Regions from separate parts of the Mus musculus genome. Here region 2 is linked to region 1. The links are chromatin contacts, called in public Hi-C maps. All regions are on one chromosome and are shown on one strand. The core of a region is the stretch at or near the end of the contact, and the rest is flanking DNA. Distances in the headings are between cores, read along the strand shown. Region 1 overlaps Ube2e1 (ubiquitin-conjugating enzyme E2E 1). Region 2 overlaps Ube2e2 (ubiquitin-conjugating enzyme E2E 2).

Region 1 (4,742 bases), core at 744-3,243:
GTGGATTGAGAATAAATGGTAAATTTAAAGCGTTTTCTGACATTTTATCTTATTTTATTAATTTTATTTATTTTTTTATGAAACTCAGGTTAGCAACTCAACAGCTTTTAAAATCAAACATTGCAAAAAAGACAACACAGAAAGTTGGCATAGGGAAGATCTTGAGTGAATCTTGGAATGGGGTGAAGATACACTATGAAATTCTTGGAGAATTAATAAATATTAAAACTCAAAAATTATAGATACCACAGTATAATTCAGAGATGTACTAATTTGATAATATGCCAAGGAATGGTGGGAAAATACTGAAAGCTTTTTTTCCTAATTAAAAGTATTGTTTCGGGGCTGTCGAGATGGCTCAGTGGTTAAGAGCGCCAACTGCTCTTCTGAAGGTCCTGAGTTCAAATCCCAGCAACCATATGGTGGCTCACAACCATCTGTAATGGGATCTGACGCCCTCTTCTGGTGTGTCTGAAGACAGCAACACTGTATACAATAAATAAATTAATTAAAAAAAAAAGGATTGTTTCAAGCTGGGTGTAGTGGCACACGCCTTTAATCCCAGCACTAGGGAGGAAGAGGCAGGCGGATTTCTGGGTTCCAGGATAGCCAGGGCTATACAGAGAAACCCTGTCTCGAAAAACAAAAACAAAAAAGTATTGTTTCTCTTACAGCACAGAACTTTTTGTGTATAAGAAACTAGCTCATGGCTGGAGAGATGGCTCAGCGGTTAAGAGCACTGACGGCTCTTCCGAAGGTCCTGAGTTCAATTCCCAGCAACCACATGGTGGCTCACAACCATCTGTAACGAGATCTGGCGCCCTCTTCTGGAGTGTCTGAAGGCAGCTACAGTGTACTTACATAACATCAATCAATCAATCAATCAATCAATCAGTGTACTTACATAAAATCAATCAATCAATCAAAAAAAGAAAAGAAAAGAAACTAGCTCATACCATGCAGTCGTCTCAGTTCCAGCTAAGGTGTGTGAGACAGTTTTACTTGGCATGTGTGCCTGTCTGCATGCACAGTGCAAAGCGCACACATCATGTGCTCTGCTCCAGGCAAGGCTTCAGTGAAATTACCTTGGATACATTATATGTTTGGATTTGAGTTAGGTCCCAGTCATTGTGTGTTTACTATAACCTCACGTTCAGTTACGCATCGTGAAGCATAACCTTGCATTTGCATTTCTGGTTACTAGAGCCTCTTACTGTTTCTCCATGAGCAGGCTCCAGTGTCTCACCACTTTTTTGAGTGTTTGAATCATACCATAGGTGTTAAATGATTACCAGGCTCCTCACTCCAAACACTAGCCTAGTTGAAGCTTTTACCTATAGCAATAGGAGGTCGTTTATAGAGAAGGTTTGGGATAGAGAGAGCTGGGTTTGGCCTTTACCAGTTAATAGTAGCTAAGTGGCTGTGGGTAGGTTAAGGTTACTTACCTTAGCTAAGTGGCTGTGGGTAGGTTAAGGTTACTTACCTTAGCTAAGTGGCTGTGGGTAGGTTAAGGTTACCTTAAGGCTCCCTCTGATTCTTGGATGCAAAAGGGGGTAAAATTCTTTCCAGAGTGGTATTTTAAAGAACCTGCTGTGACTTTGCTTTATCTAAAAATCTTCCTGGCTCTTTAAAGGCCTTGCATGATTTGGCCTAATTTGTCTACCCAGCAGTCAAACTTCTATTTTGTCTAGCACAGAACTCACCAGATCCTAAAGTCTAAGTGGGTAATTTGTAAACCGCAAGCTTGTTGTACTACAGTAAACACATGAGAATGTACTTTATACTTGCTACTCCGGGCCTTGCAGTCTTGTGTGGAAAGGCCACTGAACTCGCCTGCAGAACCATGTCTGTGGATGCCGTTTTGCCTTAGAGTGAAGGCTGGTTTTAGCTGGTGTCATTGTGATGGAGCCCAGAGACAGAAGCAGCTTGTGCTCAGAGCGGCAGATCTGGCTGGCTGGAGATGAACATTCTGTCCCCTGTTCAGGTTTCTGGGGACTGGGGACTAGTGCTGCAGCTGCTGCTGCTCCAGGACTGGCAGCCACCCCTCCTGACAGATGTCTTGCCAAGAGAGTCTGAGTGCTCTAATTTTATCACTTTAGCAGTGTCTTGCCTGGTAGTCCTCACTCGAGTGGTCATTGTCAGCATGAACACCCACTAACAGAATTTCAAAGTGGCAACTGTGGATGGTGCATTTAGTTAACTGTACTAGGAGAGGTATGTAGGAGAGAAACTGCAGTTTAGTGGCCATCCAACAAGTATGTCTTACCTCAGTCTCCTGCTCATGTCTTAGACTTGTGAGCCCTGGCTCTTTAAAGAACAGCCCAACCAAGGGGCCAAATAAACTCTTTTGAAGTAATTCTGTTCCTTAAAATTAATTTTCTCTTTATAAGCCACAAGCTAATCTGCATGAATCTGTAGGGTGTGTGTAAGGGCATGGTGTCCATGTCAGGTGGCTCCTGCAGTCACTCTCCACCCTTACTGACTGAGATGGGCTGAGCCCAAATCGTGTGATGTTGGTTAATAGGCCAACATGCCCTGGAAAGTCGCCTGTCTCAGCCCACCATGCTGGGACTACTTGTGTACACTGTCAGTCTGGCTTCATGAATGCTGGCCATCTGAATCCCAGGCTGCACACGGGAAGCACTTCATTTTCTGAGCTGTCTTCCTGGCATGTTGTTTGTTACCTGTGAGAAGTGTTTTGTTTTGTTTTGTTTGAGAACGGCTTCTCTGTCTCTCAGTTTATAACTCAGGCTGTCTTTCAACTTGCAGAACTTTGCCTGCTATTGCAGGAATGCAGCACCACATCCAGTTTAAAGGATTTTCTTATCAGTTTCTGATATCCACACCTCCCTCTGTTTATCCTTTATGGAACATTTTTCCTGTTGTTTGTTTGTTTCTTGAACCTTCTTTTTGCATTTTAATGTTTTAGATCTCAGCTGACTTTCCCTGGAGGTTTTGAAATCTGTGCTTTTACTTTTAATTTCCAGAAGGAAAAAAATATTTTTGTCTTGAAATTTCCTTTTCTCTACAATTTTGGTTTCCTGTTGCTGGCTGCCCTCTAGTTTTGGTCATTGAATTATATTTTATAGAGGCACTGTACTCCTTGGTTGTCTAATGCAGATGTAATACCTGTATTGAGAGCTGGGCGTCCATCTGGGAGCTGAGTAGAGGAAGAAAACTGAGGGTCTTATTGTCCACAGCACCTCTCTCCTCATCCATATTAATGACCTTGGTATTGAGTCTTTCCTATTGTTTTTTCCCCCATCTCTAGAAGATACAACCAGTTAAGTGAAATTTCTGTTGCTACTTAACAGCTTACTGCAAATGTAGCAATTCACAACAATGTGCACATTTAGTAACTTGGGCCGGTTTGGCTCAGTCTCCTGCTCAGGGTCTCTTAAGCCTGCAGTCCAAAACTGGCTGTCATGTGTCCTCTTTAAAATCCCTTCCAGGCTTAAACAGTCTCTGGCCCAATCTGGTTCCTTGCAACTCTAAGACTGAGGCTCCGTGCTTATAGTAGCCACTTGTAATTCTCTGGCCTCTGTGGGGAGTTTGTATCACAGCAAGGTTAGCAGGTGACTCTGCTGTCTGACTGTAAAGACAGAGCCTTGTGTAAGTTAAGCACAACCTGGTCTGTGGTGTGGTTTCGGCTATAAGGAAGTTGAAACAGCCCTTCTTAGAACTCTACCTGTCACAGAGGTTCTCGTGACTTCCCCTTGGCACTTGGAGCCAGTTCTCCCTTGAACCAAACATTCTCTTGTAGCACTGCAGCCTCCAGAGGCACCACACTTCCTCAGGAGACTGTGTTGACTGATGCACTTGAGCCTAACTTGTTTCTTGTCAACCCTTTGCCATTATCTGCTTTCTAACTTCCTAGCCTTCCTAGCTCTTCTTTTCCTGCCCAGCACATGTGTCTTTTTAAAAGCCCTTACTGCAATGCTGGTGGAGATCAGAGGAATATTCACTATACCATCTTTTATTTTATCTGTTCCCTTTAAGGAAGAAAAAAATTCCTCACATGCTTCATTTTTATATCCCTTTGCTCTTTAATTTTGGTTTGTTCAGGCATGCATTTGGGTTCCTTAACCCTACTATGTATCTTAAAGGCTACTTTTCACCTTGAGCTGTGAGTAACTGTCTTCTTTCTATCAAACCTTTATTATTATTTTTCTTTGCTTTTAGGCCTTTTATATGAACTTAGATGGAATACTTAGCTACCTAAGCCATTAGTTCTCTGAAAATATGCTTCATGTAAAATTGAACATTCAGAGTTAAGCTTGGTGACATATGCCTTTGCTCTTAGCACTCAGGAGGCAGACCAGTGGATCTCTAATTCAAGTTCCACCTAGTCTAAATATAAGTAGCAAGTTCTAGGCCAGCCATGTATACATAGTAAGACCTTATCTCAAAATAAAATGGGAAAGTCATAGAATAAGACATTTTTATTAGTCAGGATCTTGCTTTGTAATCTTTTAGTATTAGATATTAAATGGCTGTCATTTACGGAAGTAAATGTCAACCTGAGCACCTGTAAAATGTTCCACACCTGTGTTTCACATTAGGGCCTCCAGGAGGTGCTGTAGTACCTAGCTTTGGGTTAATGCTCAGCTTAATAAATAGCTGTGTAATAGATAGACAGCAGGATGGGGTCACGGAAGCCTGAGAGTTGTTGGTAAGAAGCAGGGAGATGCAAGCCCAGCCCTGACTTTTACAGGGCATTTCCACACTCATCAGTCTCTCAT
Region 2 (4,742 bases), core at 1,157-3,656, 460 kb before region 1:
ACATAAGGAAGCAAACTTGTGTACTGATGTGGAAATAAATAAGCATTTATTTTTACATAAAGAATTGAAGCTTGGCTGAATATTTAAAATGGCAGGACACTGAGAGCATCTTCAATATTTTTCAGTGTTTGATCTGTGTTTTGATTTTATAGTTGTCAATGTTGATAATCCTGATTCACATAAATATATTATACAAAATGTCAGTATTGTTTTATGGTTATTTCAGAAATTACTGGAATGTAATCCCAATGGCATTCTATCTAACCCCAGGCAGTTTTAACACTTTTAATTCTTGAGCCTTCTTTTTCCCCCCTTAGTGAAAATCAAGTCAGAAACTCAAACAGTAATCCTTAAAGTCAAATTTATATTCTAATGTAATCCAATGGAAAGATATACTAATTTTTACTAAGGAATAATGGTAGGTGAACATTAGAAGTCTTTGTTGTCCATAGTTATCATTATGTTTCTATAAAAACAGAAAACTTTTTTGCTCGTGACTCAGGATGTTTTAGGCAGCATTAGTTGGTGTTGGTTTGTAGGAGCATGTACACAGACACGGGGCATGTTATGTGTTCAGAGCCTGTGTGGAAGCCAGGTAACACCACATGGGCAGGACTGTTGGAATTCTTACACTTTTGACTTTGGGTTTATTCTTGGCCATGGCATCTCCAAAACCTTTGCTGTTGCCACATTCTTTGCACCGCCTCCCCCCCTGCCCCCCCCCTACCACATTCAAGTATGACCCATATGGGATTCAGGGACTGGGGTGTAAGCTGGGATCTAGCTCAGTTGGTAGAGTACTTGCCTTCCTTGTACAGAGCCTTCAGTTAGATCCCTTGAACTGTGAGGTGTTTGGCTCCATCCAACATCCTAGCATGTAGAAGTTGGGGGCAAGTATCAGAAGTTTGATTTCAAGGGTAGTCTCTCCTTCCAATAATCCCAGTTGAGTCAGAACTCCTCAGAGTTCTGCTTTCTCTGTGATCCTGAGATTCTGGGTATGTCAGAGTTCCTGGGAGTCAAGTTGCCTCTGAGACCCTGAGATCCTGGTGTGACCAAGCTCCTGGGATACTAAGTTACTGAGCATGCTAGAACACCTTGGAGTGGTACTTCCTCTGGGGGCTGTGGGACTGTTCGGTGAATTTGACAAACACACACACACACACACACACACACACATACACACACACACCACACCACACCACACACGGGGTGGGGTGGGGATTAGTATCTTGGCCCCTTCCAGGTAGGTGGGTTTGCCATATCAGCAAATATTTGTTGAATGAGAATGAACTTGGAAAAAGTTTTCAAGTTTTGTAATTAAATGATTGTCTTGTGTATATGTATGTGTATGCATGCACATGAGCCACTGTGTATGTATGTACGTCTCATATCAGTCTGCCTGCCCATCTGCCTGTCAGAGGACAACTTACAGGAATCTGTTCTCTCCTTCAGCCGTGTGGTTCTGGAGATAGAACTCAGCTCAGCAAGCTTGGCAATAACTGCCTTTGTCCTCTGAGCGCTCTCTCTCTCTCTCTCTCTCTCTCTCTCTCTCTCTCTCTCTCTCTCTCTCTCTCTCTCTCTCTCTCTCTCTCTCTCTCACCTAGAAAAAGTGGGTGGGTTGTTTGTCTGTCTGTTTTATTGTTGTTTTTAAAGAAAATTTGTTGGAGAAGAAACTGTAAGGCACTATTGCTGAGAATTTACTTGTGCACACTCCCAGCTGGTAAATTACGTGATGGAAATCATGTCTTCATGCAGCACTAGCAGAGGAGAGAAGACATTTGCCCCAGCTGATTATCCTCCCAGCTGTTCTCACCACACAGGTGCAGTTCTGTCTCTGAATCTGAAGTTCACTGAGAATTGCCCCTGACTTTATAATGAGTTTAACTGGTGGATTGTAGCAAACAGAGAGGGAGATGGGAGCACACTCGAGTCCTGAAGCTGAGTTAGTTGTTCGTTCTTTAGAACTGACATTAAAATCTAGGAAACACTGACACTTAGAGCAGATTAATGACAGTGTTTTACCGAATTCAGCTGCTAACAGTACATTTTTTTAATGTATCATTTTGTTACCTACATTTTACTATATGTGGATTAAAAATAACATCACAAAACATTTTTCAGTTTCAATTGCAGTAATTACCACAAAATCATGTTTTAGATATCATGTACCCAAAAATGAATGTGAATGCCATGCATAATTACAGATTTAATAGTCATGGAAGAAAGTGGGTGTAGGAAGACTGTTGCTGAAGCTTAAGATTACACACATCAAAAATGAGAAACACCAAATGTTGAATTACATTAAACATTTAAATTGCCTTTGAGAATATCCTTCACAGTCCTTTCGGAGCAGCTGCTGTGCTGTATTGGATTCTTTTCAGTTCTGTACCTTAAAGCTGGCAGAGCCTCAGATACTTAGGGCAGATTGACAAAGACTTGAAAAGGGGAGGAGCTCCCAACAGCTGCCCTGGAGGCCTTGTCTCTCTGGAATACAATCTGTTCTAAGGTTATGTTTAGATGCCACTAATGCTGGGTTTCCCTCTCCCTAAAAGGCATTTTCTAGATGTGTTTCTTTTAAAGCTAGTAATAAATAGTGAAAGAAAAGCTGCCATGGTGTTTAGTTTCAACAATGACTAATCTATATGAGACATGGACATATAGTTCTCTTTGTTTGATTAAAATAAAACCTTCAACAATGTGGACACATAGCCTGTGTTTCTTGAATGTGTGTATTGCGTCACTGCATCCCAGTTACACACATGTGATGCAGCACCTGTCATTGCTCCTTTGGGTCCAGAGCTTGCTATCAGGCACTACTGTCACCCCAGCATCTGCAGCCTGCACAGTGGCACTCTCCTCCACATTGAGACATGGCTTCCTGTGTAGGACAGTGGGCAGTCCATGAGTGTAAAGCACCTCTGTGATCAAGAGTCTTGATGTCTTAGCTGCCAAGTTCCTGTTTATTAAGACATTCTGTGTTTCACTGAAGATTGTGCCATGCAGAGCATATAATAATATGTTCTCGTTTAAGTGCTCCAAGCTAGATAGTTTTTCCTCTAACATTATTAAACTTTAAAAATGCACTGATAACACTACAAGCATATGGGACTTCTCTATATTTTCAGAATTTTTAAAGTTGTCATGAACAACCATTGGAAAAAATACTTTATTCATTATTTATTTTAAAAATTACAAGTGTGTGTATGTGTGTGTGTGTGTGTGTGTGTGTGTGTGTTTGTGTGTGAGTGTCAATGTGAACATATGTGTATGGATGGCTAGTCGAGGATCCAGGCAAGAGTGCTGGATCCTCTGGAACAGGAGTTACAAGCAGTTGAATTACCCAACATAGATGCTGGAAACTGAACCCTGCTCCTCTGCAAGGACAATTTGTTCTTAATTGCTGAGCCAGCTTCTCCTCCCTACTTGGTTAATACCTTACTGTTTGACCTGCTTTCTATAAGAGAAGAAACAGGAACTTCAGCTACCATTAAGAAGAGCCGATAAGTGAGGCATGCTGGCACTAGCCTGTGATCCCAGCACTCAGAAGGCTGGAGCAGGAGGATCCTATATTCAAAGCTAGCCAGGGCTACATAGTAAAACCCTCTCTGGAACAGAATAGAATAAAAGCCCATAAGACAAAGGTTTATTACTACTGATGCTCCCTACAAAGAGGACGCTTAACCATAGGTTGGAAGTTTCACAATAGGCCAGGCTTCTTGGTACTAGAAAGGATTTTGAGATTTTTCCAAAGCTAAGTGAGATTTTTACAAATGTATTTGTTTGTATTTTATGTGGTTAAATATTTGCCTGCATGCATATATGTACACCATGAGCATCATGGCGCCCATAGGGACAAAAGAAGGCATGGGAACTGTAGAACAACAATTAACAGGCAATTGTGTACTGCCATGTTAGTTTTGGATCTGAACCAGGCTTTCAAAATCAGCAAGCGCTCTTAATCTCTGAGCCATCCCTCCAGTTCCCAGAACGGAGTTTTTACCTAACAGAGAACATCTTTGGAGAAATAAGTGTGTCATAATTATAAGGAGAAGCACAGTTTTAGATACCATGAAAAAGTCTTTGCCCTTCTAACATCTAGGTAGGCTGAACTATATAGGAAGAATGGGCTAGGCTCTGTAAGAAGCCTAGAGTGCTAAGATGGAGCTGAGATCCTGCAGCCTCCCTGGCCTCTGTGCTACCTAGATAAGTCTCAGAAAGGACAGCAATTGCTGAAGCTTCAGTGTGGTGTTTAGTTTCTTTAGTGTGGACTACAAAAGATAGCAGCCTTTCCGTAAGTTCTGTTGGGCTATATGTTTAAGTTAGTGGTTCTTAACTTGTGCATTGAGACCCCTTTTGGAGAATAAACTGTCATAAGGGTCACCTAAAACCATCAGAAAACACAGATATATACATTATGATACATAACAGTAGCAAAATTATAGTTATAAAGTAGCAAAAAAAAATAATTTTACAGCTGAAGGTCACCACAACATGAGGATCTATATTAGATCAACATGAGGTCACAGCATTAGGAAGGTTGAGAACCAGTGGTTTAAGTATTCAGGTCCTTGGTACCTAGTATATGTTAGGTAGATTAAGGGTTTTAAAGGGACACTATTGCCTAAGTTATATGGTAGAGTTACATTTCAGAGGTTTGAAGCATTCAGGTCCATTCAAGCCTTTGGTTCTCTGGAGATCTCTCAGTCAGCAGCTACTATTTCATAAAATAAATATCAACTAGT

Evidence for each region. Hi-C and Micro-C count contacts between places; a contact is called where the count stands out from the background.
Region 2: a Hi-C map of cortical neurons shows a contact between it and region 1, with 4 times the contacts expected there. The contact joins two enhancer-like sites. A contact is called at or near these places in 2 of 484 Hi-C or Micro-C datasets (cortical neurons and liver).

What each region holds. Positions count from the first base shown.
Region 1 is chr14:18,300,717-18,305,458 of GRCm38.p6, reverse strand. The region is part of intron 3 of Ube2e1 (ubiquitin-conjugating enzyme E2E 1); the gene reads left to right. It overlaps Gm41098 (a long non-coding RNA gene), which reads left to right. Exons shown (of 2, transcript XR_874229.3): 1 at 1-1,468; 2 at 1,507-4,742. Among named protein-coding and RNA genes, the nearest start is that of Gm41098, 6.1 kb to the left of the region's middle. Within about 2 kb of position 1,993, at least 60 of the 459 cell types and tissues checked have an H3K27ac peak or open chromatin away from gene starts, as enhancers often do. A contact at or near this core is called in cortical neurons, where this site is marked.
Region 2 is chr14:18,756,850-18,761,591 of GRCm38.p6, reverse strand. All of the region lies in intron 3 of Ube2e2 (ubiquitin-conjugating enzyme E2E 2), which reads left to right. Among named protein-coding and RNA genes, the nearest start is that of Gm22499, 55 kb to the left of the region's middle. Within about 2 kb of position 2,406, at least 25 of the 459 cell types and tissues checked have an H3K27ac peak or open chromatin away from gene starts, as enhancers often do. A contact at or near this core is called in cortical neurons, where this site is marked.